Linked DNA regions of Hordeum vulgare: region 1 is linked to region 2. Evidence: chromatin contacts called from public Hi-C data. All regions are on one chromosome and are shown on one strand. Each heading gives the region's core, a stretch centred on a gene start, on an enhancer-like site or on the middle of the called end of the contact. The rest is flanking DNA. Distances are from core to core; before and after follow the strand shown. Region 1 holds the start of LOC123427051 (glucose-6-phosphate 1-dehydrogenase, cytoplasmic isoform-like). Region 2 holds the start of LOC123427048 (serine/threonine protein phosphatase 2A 57 kDa regulatory subunit B' theta isoform-like).

Region 1 (3,064 bases), core at 385-2,884, 440 kb before region 2:
AACTAAATGTACATTCCCTTTAACAATATAGGTTTGGCAAATTGCACAAGGAACAGCTAGTTATTGTCACAGCACCTGTTCAAAAAGGTGGTAGAGTGCCGGGAACGTTTTCTTCTTGGCAAGGTCTCCAGAAGCCCCAAGTACAACGATAGTCAGGCACCCTTGCTCCAAAGGAAGTTCTAGATCCTTTGCTAATGAGTTAAAACTGCTTTGTCTCGATGACGCCGAGGAGTCAGTTCCCGCCATGACGAATAGGATGATTCTCTTCTCCCTTCAACAGTACACCTAACCAAGTGAGCAAGATATGATTAAATGGTAAGATCATCTGAACTTAGCCTAACAATTGTCATGCGACTCATTGAAATGGAAGATTCAGTATCAGACAAAATCAGCTAGCAGAACGCATGAATGATTTGCTTTGTTTGGCTAATCGATGCATTGTCAGTTTATACTACTGTTGCCGTTAAAAGCTGGAAACAGAAAGTGCACAGGACTAGATCCAAAATTGCATTTCCCTAAACTGAACTATTTGTAATGCTGGGTGTACCTTACTCTTCTGACAACAAAGTGATCACAGCTTATCTCTCCAACTGTCAAGAACACTGAAACCATTACGCATCCAGGATCAACATAGCAATGTTTGAGGACCCCATCAAAATTTAAGAAACCAACAACCAACATGTACCATTAAGGATTACACCCATCGCAGCTCAAGAACGCTGAAATCAGTCATATAACTACTATACACAACTCAATTCCAATTTGAACAGCTATTAATAAGGAAAATAAGCCCGTGCTTGAATCCGGAGTTTGATCTTGCAAAACTAATTGCGGTGAAAAAAGTAAATAATTCTAGTAGCAGAACTGAACCGAAACAGTAAACCAAAACAACATTCCCTGAATCATCGCAACAGAGCAAGCCGCTCTCCGGCAAAAAGAAGGCCCGACGAAACATCCGAAACAGAAAAAACGCGCAGTTCCTATAGTACTCCAGAGCGAAGGAACGCCATTACACCGGGCTTAGGAGATCCTCAAAGAGAGAGAGAGAGAAATCTGGGAGCGACAAGAACATCTCCATCGCCGCGGTAGGCATCACGACACGAGATCCAACGCCGGAAAATCCCACGGACAGAAACCCGGCGCGGTTTGCGGAGAGAATCTAGAAACAACCGAAGAAAAGCGCGCACGAGACGGCGACGGCGACCCAACCCACCAAAAACCTCCCGAAAAAGCCTCGCCCAGAACAAGGCAGGCAGAGCGTAGCAGAGCAAGACGGGCTGCGACGAGCCGACGCAACCGCCACCGATCGAGGAACCTCGGACCTACTCGCGGAAGCAAACAAGGAGAAACTCTCCCACGAGAAACGAGCGAGAAGAATTAACGGCGGCCGGGGGTCGGGGATGGATCACTGACCAGTGGCGATCGAGATTCGCGCGCGCGCCGCGTGGGAGGGGCGGAGGGGGGAGAGTTACTGCTGGGATGCTGGGTGGATGGGAGTGGGGAGGGGGGAGGGGGGTGGCGCCTTCCTTCCTTCCTGACTGGGTGCGATTGGCAGCTCCGCCATTTATACCACGACGGCGTCACCTCGGCCGCCTCCCGCTTTCGCCTCACCTGTCCACTACCTACCCGTCTTTCGGCCTGGGAAGGGGGGCTGCGCGCTCTGTGCTGTGCCACCAACCGCGAAGCGTACGTGTGTCTGATGCTGGGAATTTCCAGGACTTGAGGGGGCTTATGTGAAAGGGGGGCGCCGTAACGGCAAAGGGAAAAGTTGTCGATTGTCCCCGTCTGTTAATTATACTACTGCATCCCTCAAAAAATATTTATACTAGTACTGCAACATTTTCTACTGTCAAAACAGTTTATGTGCGGCTCTTGCTTCTAGACTCTGTGGAGTCGGTTCCTTTTGGAGATTTGATAAAGTTGCATGATTAGCAAATGGTCCCCGTGTATAAAGCACAAATGAACGAAAACCATATTTCGTGGCTTAAGAAATAGTGGCCGCATTTTGATGACATATGTATGCTGTCATCACTCACCACTCAGAGATACTCCCTTCATTCTTAAATATAAATTTTTTAAGAGATTTTACATTAAACTAAATACAAATATATATAGATATTTTTTTAAGTATGGATTCATTCATTTTACTCTGTATGTAGAGTGTAGTAAAATCTTTTAAAATACTTATATTTAAAAACAGAGGGAGTATTTGCGGACTGCATGCACTTTCAATAACAACAAAAATGATTTTGAAGCCAGAATCCCATATGTATAAAAGGCACAAAATGCAATCACTATTATTCCGAGGAAATACTTAGGAGGAGAGGGTGCATACTTGAATATACTTCCTCTGTTCCGAATTATAAGATGCTTTCATAGCCTAACAAAATGTCTTACAATTCAGAACGGATGTAGTATTACTCAAGCTACGTTTTCATATGGTTTGTAGGAAAAGTGGAGGATAAATATAGAAATAGGGGATTCCTTGTGATGGTACTATTTATGCCTCCGATTTCAGGAAATTGAGCAATGAGGAAAATCCCTTTGATCACAAATCAAAGGAAAAACACAGTAACATCCATTTGGACCACACAGAATAAAATTAATATCGTTAGTAGCATAATAACATTCTAACTCTACATTTACATGTGGTTTGACCATGATTTGACCAGGTTTACTACAATTCTTGTGTGTTTTTCAATTCCTGAAACAAACACACATTCCTATGTTTACCAATCATATGTTCTGCACATGCATTCATGCCATTTTCATGTGTTTTTCTATTCCTGCATTTTTAGTATGGAGCAAACCAAAGGAGTCCTACAAGGTCACACCAAGGCGTGAAAATAGGTAGGCTCACTAGGAATTGGTAGCTACCTCGTTGGTCGATTTGGTAAACCTATGATCCTAGAGGTTAAATTCAGCGCTAATATTGCTAGCAGTGGTTGAGCTAGAGTGGTGTAAGCTATGCAAGATACAAGCATTTGTGAAATCCCAAATCTTCCACGGAATAGAGGACAATGCTCCCTTTGAGGGGAAGTATGTATTGATTGGAGCGGTGTGG
Region 2 (3,175 bases), core at 433-2,932:
GAACGTGGACACGCCGTGTCGGTCACTGCCGCCGCTGCCGTGTGGAGCGTGTTTTTTTACAGATCACGGCGATGGTCACGGCGAGAAGGGCGTCGACGCGTCGGTGGTGGAGCACTGTTCGGGCGGAGACTACGGCGCGACCCGTGCTGGTGTCGGTGGTCACGACGAGCAGGGCAGATACAACAGCGGAGACGAGCAGGGTGGAGTCACGATGGCGGCAGAGAAGGATAAGTTTAGTTCGACGAGGGATGCAAGGTCGTCTTTTTTTTATCCAACCAACCACTGACGCGTCGTGGGCGGGCGGACGTACGAGGGGCGGGCGGGCGTACGTGGGCGGGCGGACGTACGGCGGGTGAGGGAGTCCAGGATTAAGAGGTCCTCGGGCAGCCGACCCGTCACTAGGAGGGCCGACCACGTGAGCCACTACACCGAAGCCAGATAATGACGACCTCGTGCTCGGGAAGGAAAGCTCCTAAGATTGGCATGTAATCCAGGTCGAATAGGGCTAAATCGGCATGTCTATCCCCGGCTAAAGGTCGGTGACTTGTAAACCCTAAAACCCCTTTTATCTATATAAACCAGAGGTTCTCATCCGTGTAGAGGAGGATGAATCATCTAGGATTAGCGTATCCGACCTCGAGGTAGATCAATTCTGTAATCATCCACATCAATATAATCAAGTAGGACGTAGGATTTTACCTCATCAAGAGGGCACGAAACTGGGTAAACAAATGTCTCCCCCCTCTCCTGCAACCCATCGATATTCAGGATTTAGCGTATACGATCTCGAGGTAGATCAACTCTATAATCATCCTCATCAATATAATCAAGCAGGACGTAGGGTTTTACCTCATTAAGAGGGCCCGAACCTGGGTAAACAAATGTCTCCCCCTTCCCGTGCAACCCATCGATATTCAGGGTTTAGCATATACGATATCGACGTAGATCAACTCTGTAATCATCCACATCAATATAATCAAGCAGGACGTAGGATTTTACCTCATCAAGAGGGCCTGAACCTGGGTAAACAAATTTCTCCCCCTTCTCATGCAACCCATCGATCCAAGGTCCACAGTTTGGGACCCCCTACCCCAGATCTGCCGGTTTTGACACCGCCAACATGCGATGGATACCGTATACATAAGGCGTAAATACAATACTACCCTTATACGTTTAGGGGTTGTACCGAAGTCCTTCTCGTTTTTCTCCCGCTAATACTTTTTTTTTACAAGCAAACCAGATGGCATTTTGTTCCTTATCAAAAAATGTTACATCATTTATAAGCATCCGCATAAGAAAAATAGGAGGCTCATCGCCCGAGGCACAAAAATCTGAATAAAACAAAAATGATCTAGCTATCTCATGTGCTGCCACATTTGCTTCCCATAACTCATAGAAAACATCATCAAAGGCCCCCTAATATTAATAAAGCACAAATAAATTAACAAACATAGACTCAAAACCATGACTAAATTAACTCTTAAAATAAAAAAGAAATCATCTGAAAAAGGAAATAATGAAGGCATTCTACTCTTGCGACGACATCGATGACCGATGATGATGATAATGAAGATGAAGGCTCCCACTTCCAATCGAGAGGAGAAACGGGCAAGAACAAGGCAATTAATTGCACTCTCGCCCAGCTGCCACCCCTGCCAGCCAGTTGGGGTAAAATACTCTCTTCTCCCAGTCTCCTTGGCTGGCTTTCTGTCCGGATTTGCTTGCTTGCCCTCCGACTCCCACGCTCTCCGCCCGGCACAAACTTTTACTCCTACTCCCTTCCTCTTCTTCCCCCCTTGCCACTTTTGGGGACCTCGACCCCTCTCAAATCCAGAGGAAGGCCGGGCAAAAGCAAGCACAGCTCCCCCTCCACCTCCACCTCCAGGTCCAGCCACCCCAACAAAAGGTTCCCCTTCCACCCTCCCCCCCTCCACCCTCAATCTCGCCACTCCCGTCCTCCGCCGCCGGTTCTTGGATCCTGGATTTGGCGGCCGGTGGAGCCGAAAGATTCCGTATTTATTTTTTTATTCTGCAAGGAGGAGGAGGAGGAGGAGGGCGTGGCGATGGGGGCGTCGCCTGATCCGCCGACGTCCGGCCGGTGGAGCGCCTCCTGGACGAGGCCTGATCCGTATCGGTCCCAGTGATCTGGCCGTGCCGGCGGCTCGGGTCCGTGGTGCCAGGGTTTGTCTGCTGCTTGGAGGAGATCTCTCTTGTGCTGCTGGGGGGGTGAGTTCAGGAGCTGCGAGGGTTCGCCTAGATCCCTCCTCGTTCCTGCTGCTGATTTGCTGTGCTGGGATACTGCTAGGGTTTTGGGCTGCTCGTAGGTTGTGCTGTGCCTCTGTGCTGGTAGAAGATGATTAAACAGATCCTTGGCAGGCTGCCCAAGAAGACAGGGAAGGCCGGCGATGGCCGGGATGCTGCCACGGGCAACGGCAACGAGCCGTCCAACTCTTACAGCGTTGCGAGGAGCGTGGAGCCTGGTGGGAATAAGAGGGCAGGAAATGCGGAGCACCTGGCCCCAGCTTCTAGTCCGGCGATGAATGGGGCTGTGGTGTATCACTCCAACGAGCCGCTGCCAGCGTTCAAGGACGTGCCGGTCTCGGAGAAGCAGAATCTGTTTGTCAGGAAGGCCACCCTCTGTTGTGCTGTGTATGACTTTGCCGATCCGACCAAGAACTTGAAGGAGAAGGAAATGAAGCGGCAGACGCTTATGGAGCTTGTTGATTATGTCACTTCTGCAAATGGAAAGTTCTCGGAGGTCATCATGTTGGAGATCAGCAAGATGGTCGCAATTAACTTGTTCCGGAGCTCGAATCCCACTCCTCGTGAGAACAAGGCCATCGAAGGAGTTGATATGGAGGAAGAAGAGCCTCTCATGGACCCAGCGTGGTCACACCTGCAGATTGTTTATGAGGTTTTCTTGAGATTTGTAGCGTCGCAAGAGACAGATGCAAAGCTGGCCAAGAGATACATAGACCATTCCTTCATTCTCAAGCTACTGGATCTTTTCGACTCAGAAGACCCCAGGGAAAGGGACTATCTCAAGACAATACTCCATCGAATATATGGTAAATTCATGGTGCATCGCCCATTCATCAGGAAAGCAATCAACAACATCTTCTACAGATTTATATTTGAAACGGAAAAGCATAACGGTATTGCTGAGCTGCTGGAG

The links. Hi-C and Micro-C count contacts between places; a contact is called where the count stands out from the background.
Region 1: a Hi-C map of leaf shows a contact between it and region 2, with 2.7 times the contacts expected there. The contact joins the promoter of LOC123427051 here to the promoter of LOC123427048 in region 2. A contact is called at or near these places in 4 of 6 Hi-C or Micro-C datasets (leaf, seedling and an unstated tissue) and 1 of 1 datasets of contacts at active chromatin or transcription factors (embryo).

Annotation. Positions count from the first base shown.
Region 1 is chr2H:534,437,164-534,440,227 of MorexV3_pseudomolecules_assembly, reverse strand. It overlaps LOC123427051 (glucose-6-phosphate 1-dehydrogenase, cytoplasmic isoform-like), which reads right to left and starts at 1,634. Exons shown (of 16, transcript XM_045110988.1): 1 at 1,414-1,634; 2 at 76-285. The coding sequence starts at 246.
Region 2 is chr2H:533,994,073-533,997,247 of MorexV3_pseudomolecules_assembly, reverse strand. LOC123427048 (serine/threonine protein phosphatase 2A 57 kDa regulatory subunit B' theta isoform-like) reads left to right here and starts at 1,682. Exons shown (of 2, transcript XM_045110985.1): 1 at 1,682-3,175. The coding sequence starts at 2,354.